Linked DNA regions of Sus scrofa: regions 1 and 2 are each linked to region 3. The links are chromatin contacts, called in public Hi-C and promoter capture Hi-C maps. All regions are on one chromosome and are shown on one strand. Each heading gives the region's core, a stretch centred on a gene start, on an enhancer-like site or on the middle of the called end of the contact. The rest is flanking DNA. Distances are from core to core; before and after follow the strand shown.

What was found. Promoter capture Hi-C pulls out the DNA fragments that hold promoters and counts their contacts. Hi-C and Micro-C count contacts between places; a contact is called where the count stands out from the background.
Region 1: a promoter capture Hi-C map of liver shows a contact between it and region 3, with 6 times the contacts expected there. The contact joins two enhancer-like sites. A contact is called at or near these places in 1 of 5 promoter capture datasets (liver) and 6 of 47 Hi-C or Micro-C datasets (brain, embryonic fibroblasts, epiblast stem cells and 2 more).
Region 2: a contact with region 3 is called in a Hi-C map of liver, with 5 times the contacts expected there. The contact joins two enhancer-like sites. A contact is called at or near these places in 2 of 47 Hi-C or Micro-C datasets (embryonic fibroblasts and liver) and 1 of 2 datasets of contacts at active chromatin or transcription factors (skeletal muscle).

Annotation. Positions count from the first base shown.
Region 1 is chr8:68,299,025-68,301,724 of Sscrofa11.1, reverse strand. No RefSeq gene overlaps it. Among named protein-coding and RNA genes, the nearest start is that of GC, 60 kb to the left of the region's middle. Within about 2 kb of position 1,319, at least 3 of the 83 cell types and tissues checked have an H3K27ac peak or open chromatin away from gene starts, as enhancers often do. A contact at or near this core is called in liver, where this site is marked.
Region 2 is chr8:67,879,677-67,882,376 of Sscrofa11.1, reverse strand. It overlaps a transcript of SLC4A4 not described here. Among named protein-coding and RNA genes, the nearest start is that of SLC4A4, 87 kb to the left of the region's middle. Within about 2 kb of position 1,421, at least 4 of the 83 cell types and tissues checked have an H3K27ac peak or open chromatin away from gene starts, as enhancers often do. A contact at or near this core is called in liver, where this site is marked.
Region 3 is chr8:68,098,430-68,101,129 of Sscrofa11.1, reverse strand. The region is part of intron 11 of SLC4A4 (solute carrier family 4, sodium bicarbonate cotransporter, member 4); the gene reads right to left. Among named protein-coding and RNA genes, the nearest start is that of SLC4A4, 130 kb to the right of the region's middle. Within about 2 kb of position 1,254, at least 1 of the 83 cell types and tissues checked has an H3K27ac peak or open chromatin away from gene starts, as enhancers often do. A contact at or near this core is called in liver, where this site is marked.

The sequences.
Region 1 (2,700 bases), core at 70-2,569, 200 kb before region 3:
GCAGGGATATGCTGACAACTTGTTCTGTGTGATAGGATGAGTCCAGTCAGGATATCTGTGTGGACAAGGAGCAGTGAAGCTGGAGAACGCAGTGCAGCCCAGGGCAAACGCCATGGAAGATGTAGTCTGGCCACTCAAGATCAGAGCAGATAATGAGAAAGCAGAACCAGAAATGAGCTGGCTCTAAAAATATCTAGCACCCTTTAGTCTAGATCCTATCTAGCGCCCTTTAGATGAGGACGAAGACATGAGAGTCAGGAGCACTCCTAGATCTGAGGCTACCAGGGGTGTGGAGGAAAACAGAAATTAAAACTGGGGTTACCACTTAAATGAAGCAGTATTAAGCATCTACACGCTTTCAGCACTGGTTCTTTTTATTTATATTATTAAAGTAGAGTTGATTTATAGTGTTGCGCCAATTTATGCTATATAGCAAAGTGACCCAGTCATATATATATGGGGGGGTATAATATATATGCACTATATATACACATTCCCTTTCTCATATTATCTTCCGTCATGGTCTATCCCAAGAGACTGATATAGTTCCCTGTGCTGTACAGTAGGACCTCATTGCTTGTCCATTCTAAATGTATTAGTTTGCAGCTACTCACCCCGAACTCCCAGTCCATCCCACTCCCTCTGCCTTGGCAAATACAAGTCTGTTCTCTTTGTCTGTGAGTCTGTTTCTACTCTGTAGGCAGGTTCATTTGTACCATATTTTAGATTCCACATATGTGATATCATATGGTATTTATCTTTCTCTTTCTGACTTAACTTCGCTTAGTATGAGGATCTCTAGTTTCATTCATGTTGCTGCAAATGGCATTATTTCATTCTTTTCTTATGGCTGAGTAATAGCCCATTGTATATATATATATATATGTATATAACACAACTTCTTAATCTATTCATCCGTCAATGGAAATTTAGGTTGTTTCTGTATCTTGACTATTGTGAATAGTTGAGCACGAGTTCTTTATTCAAGGTAGACTCCTCCAGGCCTTCAAAAAAGCATACAAGATTAAATAGTTTTTAAACGCATATTTTACATTTAGAAAGCGTAATGAATCTAAAACAGATGAGAAGAGGGAAAGAGGGAAAAAAGACTGGCCTCCAGTTACGTTTTTTAGCTCAAGAAACATGTTGCAGAAGCAGACCACAGTGCCCTGAGCTCACTGAGGCAGAGATGGACCTGCCTTACCTGCTTTGTCACCAGTGACCAATCGGGTTCTTGGCCCACCTGTGCTCTCTGTGAGTGTTTGCTTTCATTACTGTTGCTGTGGATGATACACCGAGCATCTGCCGAAAGCAAAAGCTCATGAGCGTGTCTTGTTGTGGGACCAAAGTACAGAGTCACAAGCACCCTGACCTTTATCCCTGTCCTTACCTTTAAGCTGAATTTGTACATAAACATTCAAAGCAGTTCAGCATACAAAAGAACTCACTCATCCAAACAAGAACTAAAGCCAAGTTAGAGGCTTTTTCAAAAGGACATATTGCTGTATACTTATTATAGGTGGTGGCCAGTGGCATCCTGAATACCATATCCCACTAATGGTGAGTTCCTTAGAACTGCTTCATAAACATTGTCCAATTGGCTGAAAGTCAGAAGACCCATACCCTATGCCGTGTCATCTGAAGCAAGCCATTTCACTGATTTTTTTCATATTTTTAAACTGTTCAGTTTCAGCAAGAATAGTCCATTTCAACAGTAATATTCTGGTTCTAAGCTGATCATGAAGAAGAGAAAATTGGATTCAACAGGGCCAGCCAACGTTCCCGATTTTTATAAATTCCCACACAGTCTTTTACTCTCCCTAATCCACATACTTTTCAGTGTGTGAACAACTAAACTGCTTACAAGAGATTTACTGGTGACATAAACACAAGGAGGATTCCAGCAAATTATATGTAATCATCTTTCTGTGTGTTTTAGAGCAGCGTGAACTCTCACCATTTCAGTAGGCTCCAGAATAGGCTAACAACTTATTTTTTTTAAATAGCTTAAAGTGAAGCTATAAAAAAATAAGGATCCTTATTCTTTATCCAATCTTATATGCAATAGCATTTAAGTTTACTACAGATGACACAAGAAAATGACAAAATTAGCAAATGTGACCAATGAAACCACTGGTGACATGAAAAATAGGACACTGGAGGTGGAGTTCTATGATGCTCTTCTGTGACACTGAGGCTTATAGTAAATTGCATCCCTGAGTTGAAAAGGACTCCAATCTTTTTTTTTTTTTTTTTGCTTTTTAGGGCCACACCCATGGCATATGGAAGTTCCCAGGCTAGGGGTGAATCAAGCTGTAGCTGCCGGCCTGTGCTACAGCCACAGCAACGTGGGATCCAAGCCACATCTGCGAGCTACACCACAGTTCACAGCGATGCTGTATCCTTAACCCACTGAGCGAGGCCAGGGATCAAAACTGCATCCTCATGGATAATAGTTGGGTTCTTTACTGCTGAGCCACGGCGAGAACTCCCAACCTTGATCTTCATATGACCTGTTCATCATCATCACTCTCCCAACATGGAAATACTATCAAATTGCAAAGGTCTGTCAGTTCAAAGTGCATTACCATCCAACCTAATAAAATTGTTCTATTCAGTTCTGTTTTGGAATGTGATAGAATAAATACATTCTCTCCTGTCTCTCCCATTGGATGTAGCTAAGAACCTAGACAGATTGTG
Region 2 (2,700 bases), core at 172-2,671, 220 kb after region 3:
ACAGAAAGTGGCTTCCAGAGGCTTCGGCCCACACTCTGCTACCAGGGAATTCTCCACAACTGGAAAACTCAGGGAAGGGACCTCCGAGTCCAGTTTTCAAAACCCATGGAATTACCATCCAATTTCCTTAAAGCTCAAGAAATCTATCCACAACTATTTAACCTCACTGACAGAGCAGGGAGTGGCAGACAGCGCTGCCTCTGGAGGGCTTTCAGCTGAGGCCTCGAGGACAAAGAGGCAGGAGCTGGGAAATGTCTGCGTCTGGATGGCCTCGACCTGCTCTGGGAAACCCAAGTTGCTTTTCAAGCAGCATCCCTTAAACACCTCACCAAAATTCCATCAAACTGGCCAATGCGTGGATACACTGTTTCTTTTAAGAAGTCTTTTCCTTCAGCAATATTTGCCCAAGTATTTCCTCTGTACACACTGTTTCTGAGCAATCAGAGTCAACAGGAGAGCAGTGAGCAAAATGCAACTGAACACTGATACTCAAGGCTCAGAACCGGGGCTGGCTGGGACTAGGCCCCTCCCTTCCCATCGATAAGTTTTCATTCACTCCTTCTGGGCAATTATGTTTTGGACCATTTTAATTATTTACGAATACCTACCGAGGCCCTGCTTCCTTTTTTTAGAATATGATCTCCTCTAATACACATAAACATATCATCTTAATATCCTCTAGTGGAAAGTAGGGTTAAGTCATTACGATTTCAAATCTGTAAAATGTTGAGATCCTGACCTCCAAAGACAGAAGCCACCATTTCATCCTTCGGTCTCTCTTTCAAAATACAGAGCAGAAGAAGGAAAAAGTATAAGGCAGAGGTGTTTTAGGGGCTTCTTTTTCTTATCAACATAAGTGACAGAAAAACATTCATGATCTCTGCAAAACCAAAGAGGAGTAGTAGCAGGGATGGCCTCATTAGCAACTACATCATCATCTGACTAAGAGAGCCAAGTTTCTAACTCAAAATTTAAACAAGGATTTTTTTCGAGGATTTCATAAAGTAACTCTATACATGTTTCCTTTAGTCTACCTATACATTCATTTATTCACTCTTTTACCAAATATTTAGGGAATATCTACTTGGTCCCAAACCCTGTCCTACTTTTACACTTTTATTTCCCTAAAAATAATCTTCCTGCAAGTTCTGAGCCTTTTCAACAGTTCTCCCATAATGTCCCCCGGTAGACATGAGTTATTCTTCCCTCTGGACAGACGGGAGCACACTTCCTTTTGGACTTGGTTTTGAATGGAAGAGGAAAACCACCACAATATATCCTAATACCTTTCGGAGCACCCACCAAACTCCAGAAACAGAAACCGGGTTCAGCCAATATTGTCTTGCTGTACTGTAGCTTCCTGAGTTGCTGGTGAGGCCTGATGTTAAGAAAAGGCCCCTCCTGATGAAGTCAGAGTTGCCAAGGCCTCCTGGGAAGTTACCTAGCCCTGTGGAGCCAGGCCTTATCTCAAAGGATAAGGTGGAGTTTGCTCTTTTTCCCTATTACAAAATACGAGACCATTAAGTAATCTGTTTATATCATACAGATCCCCAAATCCTGGCTGACTTTTTAAAAGATGAAATAGCTATAGGAAAAAGCTACCTAGGACTCTCTCTTCCTGTCTCAACCTTGGGTCACCCAACAAAATTGGCTAATTTCCTCTAAGTGTGTCTGCAATGAATCCGTTATCTTGTCCCTCGTGGTCAGCATTTCTGGGTCACTCTGGTAACACTGATTTGTCATCTATGGACCAATTCTGTGGAAATGCCTGGGCTGGAGCTGGAGCCTTTTTTGGTACAGAAACAAGTATGACATCAGAAAAGCTAAAAGTTTTTAAGTCCATCCACAGTAACCACTCTATGCCAAAAATGTTAGCTTTACAAAACATCCTATAAGGTAACCAAAGACAGAACAGACACAACAGCCTCTTTTTATTTGAAAGATTAAAACTGACACCAGGTTTCCTTTCTCAAGAGTATCTCTTTAAACCATTAACACAAATGCACATGAGGCAAATTATGTGAAAATGAGCTTTAGGTCTTTAAATATATCCCACATAGATAAGTTCATTATTTCAACAGAAGAGGACTCCTCTTCTGACTCACTCTATTCTTAGTGAGTTTTGCAGCTCATGGCTTTCTACTGAGTTTTGAAAATGTGGATGAAGTGTCATGCCACCCACTGAAAGTAAAGTTGAACCAGGTGAACTGAGGGTGTGGCTGGAAATCTTGATGTCTTTCCCCTCCTCAGAACTATAGCTTCGGAAAGAACTGGGAGCGAGCATCAGGCTCTTCCTGCCTTCAGGTGGAGCTGAATCCAATCACCCCAAATGGAGTGACCTTAAGAAGAATTTTAAAAGCATAAACATTTCAGAGTAACCAGAGTTACCAGAGGTCACCCTAATAATCATTGAATGGGAGTGTATCTCATTTGCGCAAATTACTTTTAAAAACAAAGTTTTATCTGAAGTTTACTTTTGCCAAGGGTGCTGCAATATACTTCAGCTATGTACTAGAGGCAAGAGAAATAATGACTTGGATAAAAGGAAACATGTTTGGTAATAGAAATGTTAGGTAGTCTAGCTCCTTGCTCTTTGAATTTCTGATCCTTAAAACTGGTGCGCTTACATCTGCCATAAATGTACCAGAAACTCCGCTGTTTCAGAACAAAAATAACAGCCTGCTTTCCTTCAAATACACT
Region 3 (2,700 bases), core at 5-2,504:
AAAAAAAAAAAAGATCATTTTCCAGGAAAATTTCAGAGGGAGTTAAATGTTTGAGCCCCTTTAAAAGAATACAAGGAAAGGAGTTCCCATGGTGGCACAGTGGAAATGAACCTAACATCCATGAGGACATAGGTTCCATCCCTGGCCTCGCTCAGTGGGTTAAGGATCCCACATTGCCGTGAGCTGTGGTATAGGTCGCAGATGCGCCTCAGATCCCATGTTGCTGTGGCTGTGGTGTAGGCCAGTGGCTACGGCTCTGATTCGATCCCTAGCCTGAGAATTTTCATATATCGCAGGTGCGGCCCTAAAAATACAAAAAAATAAATAATTTAAAAAATACTACAAAGAGCTTAAACTGCTAGAGCATCTTTTATGCGACAATAAAAAATGAGAAAAAAAAACAAATTTTTACTCTGTTAGGTGCCAGACAATTTTGCACACTATTTCATTTAATCCTTACAGCAACCTCTAAGAGTAAGTATAATTACTAACCCAGCTCACAGATTATGAAACAAAGAGATTAGGAAATGAGCCTAGCCTAGGGTCACAGTGCAAACTAGAGCTAAAATTCAAACTCAGTTTCCTTTACTCCAAAGCACTTACTCTTTACGCTTTATCACACTAACAATTTTCTAAATTGGGATGCTGGTGATGAAATGAAATACTGTGAATTGTTTTTCAAATGGATTTTTTCAGTTTTCACTTTGGGCTTCTGAACCATATCATTTCTTGCTTATACACTTCTGCTATGTAACCATCAAGGCACAGTGAGAAACAGAACACCTACTACCTCCATGTTAATTAATAACTATCCTATTTCTAAGAAAAGTGAATGTTTAGCACAAAAACTATGGGCTACAAACCTGACTGATATGTCAAATTTCATGGCTAACTTTCCTCACAGCAACTGCAAACTAAGCTTCAAGAAATGAAGTGTGTGACTTGGGTTACTGAGTAAAAGATGGGAGCAGGAAGCAGGGATGGAAAAGTGCCTTTTAAGAAGAGGAAACACGGGAGGTGATCAAGTTTCATGGAAGCAAGTGAGAACAAGAAAGATGAAGACGGGAGGAGAAAGAAGAGCTGTCTTGACAAAACACCAAAACTCCATAATATTATTGTGGCCATGAATACAGTTTTCAGCGACCCCTGTGTCCTTTCCTGTAAAATTGTTTCTCAGTTTGCAAAGACACGATTCCATCTGTGCAGTTTCTGGTTCCTCGTTACATACTGTCCCAGTGTTGAAAAACAAGTCATTCGCCAGTTTAAATATTATTGACTCATCGATTGAATTCTTTTACTAAGAGTGCATGTTGCGATGAAAGGCCGATCTTTTGTTGTTTTTAGAAGACTTACTCTAGGTGTACATGCAACTCTATCATTCTACCACTCTCATTTTTCAGTTTTTTATCATGAGGCACTAAATTTATGATGGATTGATGCAGTAAGATATTGAGGCTATAGGAGAGATACACAGTCATTAATCTTAAAAGGGTTTTTTAAAACATGAGATTATCATGAAAATCTAAATATCCATTTGCCTTTTTCCATATCTGAAAGAGGTTTTATCTCCATAGGTTTTAAATAATTCCACTCATTCAAGTACATATCTTTCCTGAGTGCCACTCATCTGAGCAACTCTAAAATTATAGGGTACAACCAACAGTCTTATTCCAGAATGAGCTACCTGCCTGGTGTTTGTTCAGAAGACAGGAGGAGGGAGACTGCTTTGCTCGTTCTAGCACTCATACTTAGGAACCCTACATTTTATTTTATAATTTCATTTTTTTTTTTTTGGCTGCTCCAGCAGCACATAAAATCTCTTGGGCCAGGGATCAAACCCCCACCACAGCAGTGACAATGCCAGGTCCTCAACCCATCGGGCCCCAAGGGAACTCCCAACATTTTAACAAATAAGAGCACTAATGATGGTCATTAAATGGATAACATTTACTTATTAGAAAGTATCCTAATACTTTGTCTCTAAGATCTCGTTTTTTCTTCAAAACAATTCTGTAAGGTAGGGACTATTATTAACCCCATTTTACAGATGAGGAAGATGAGGCAGAGCTACTTTGGGAAAAAGGAACTTGCCCAAAATCATCCTCTGGGCATTAGCCAAGTGGGACTTGAATACAAGATTTTCTGCCTTCAGAGCTCTGCTGCATTGCTTTCCTGGTACCCACAGAGGGAATGGGAACTGTCAGAATCCTTCTAAGACAGCTCTGAGCTACTCAGAACAGACTTTTTTTTTGGCCCCAGTGTGTAGCACTTGATGTGAGATCTCAGTTCCCACATGAGGGACTGAACCTGGGCCATAGCAGTGAAAGCACCGAGTCCTAACTACTAGACCACCAGGGAACTCCCAAGACTCCTAACACAACCTGGGGAAGAGGGTCAAAGGAAAAGTCATGTCGCTTCAGCCAGCACTTGCCATGCCTGGGTTAAATCAGTCCAAGCCTCAACACCAGTTTCTCACGAAAACAGAGGTCCTTCCTGGGAGGAAGATTATATGTAAAATCTTCATTGTATTTTCCACAATGAAAACGCATTCAGATATGCCTTCCCTGGTTTCCTATGACCTGCTCAGCCAGCATCCAATGAAAGCAAGTTTCCAATGGCCTCAGGCAGGGGTGAGGCTGACACCAGGGACATCTCCTTTGTGACAGGTAAGCTGACAAAGCCCTCATCTGGCTTCTGAAC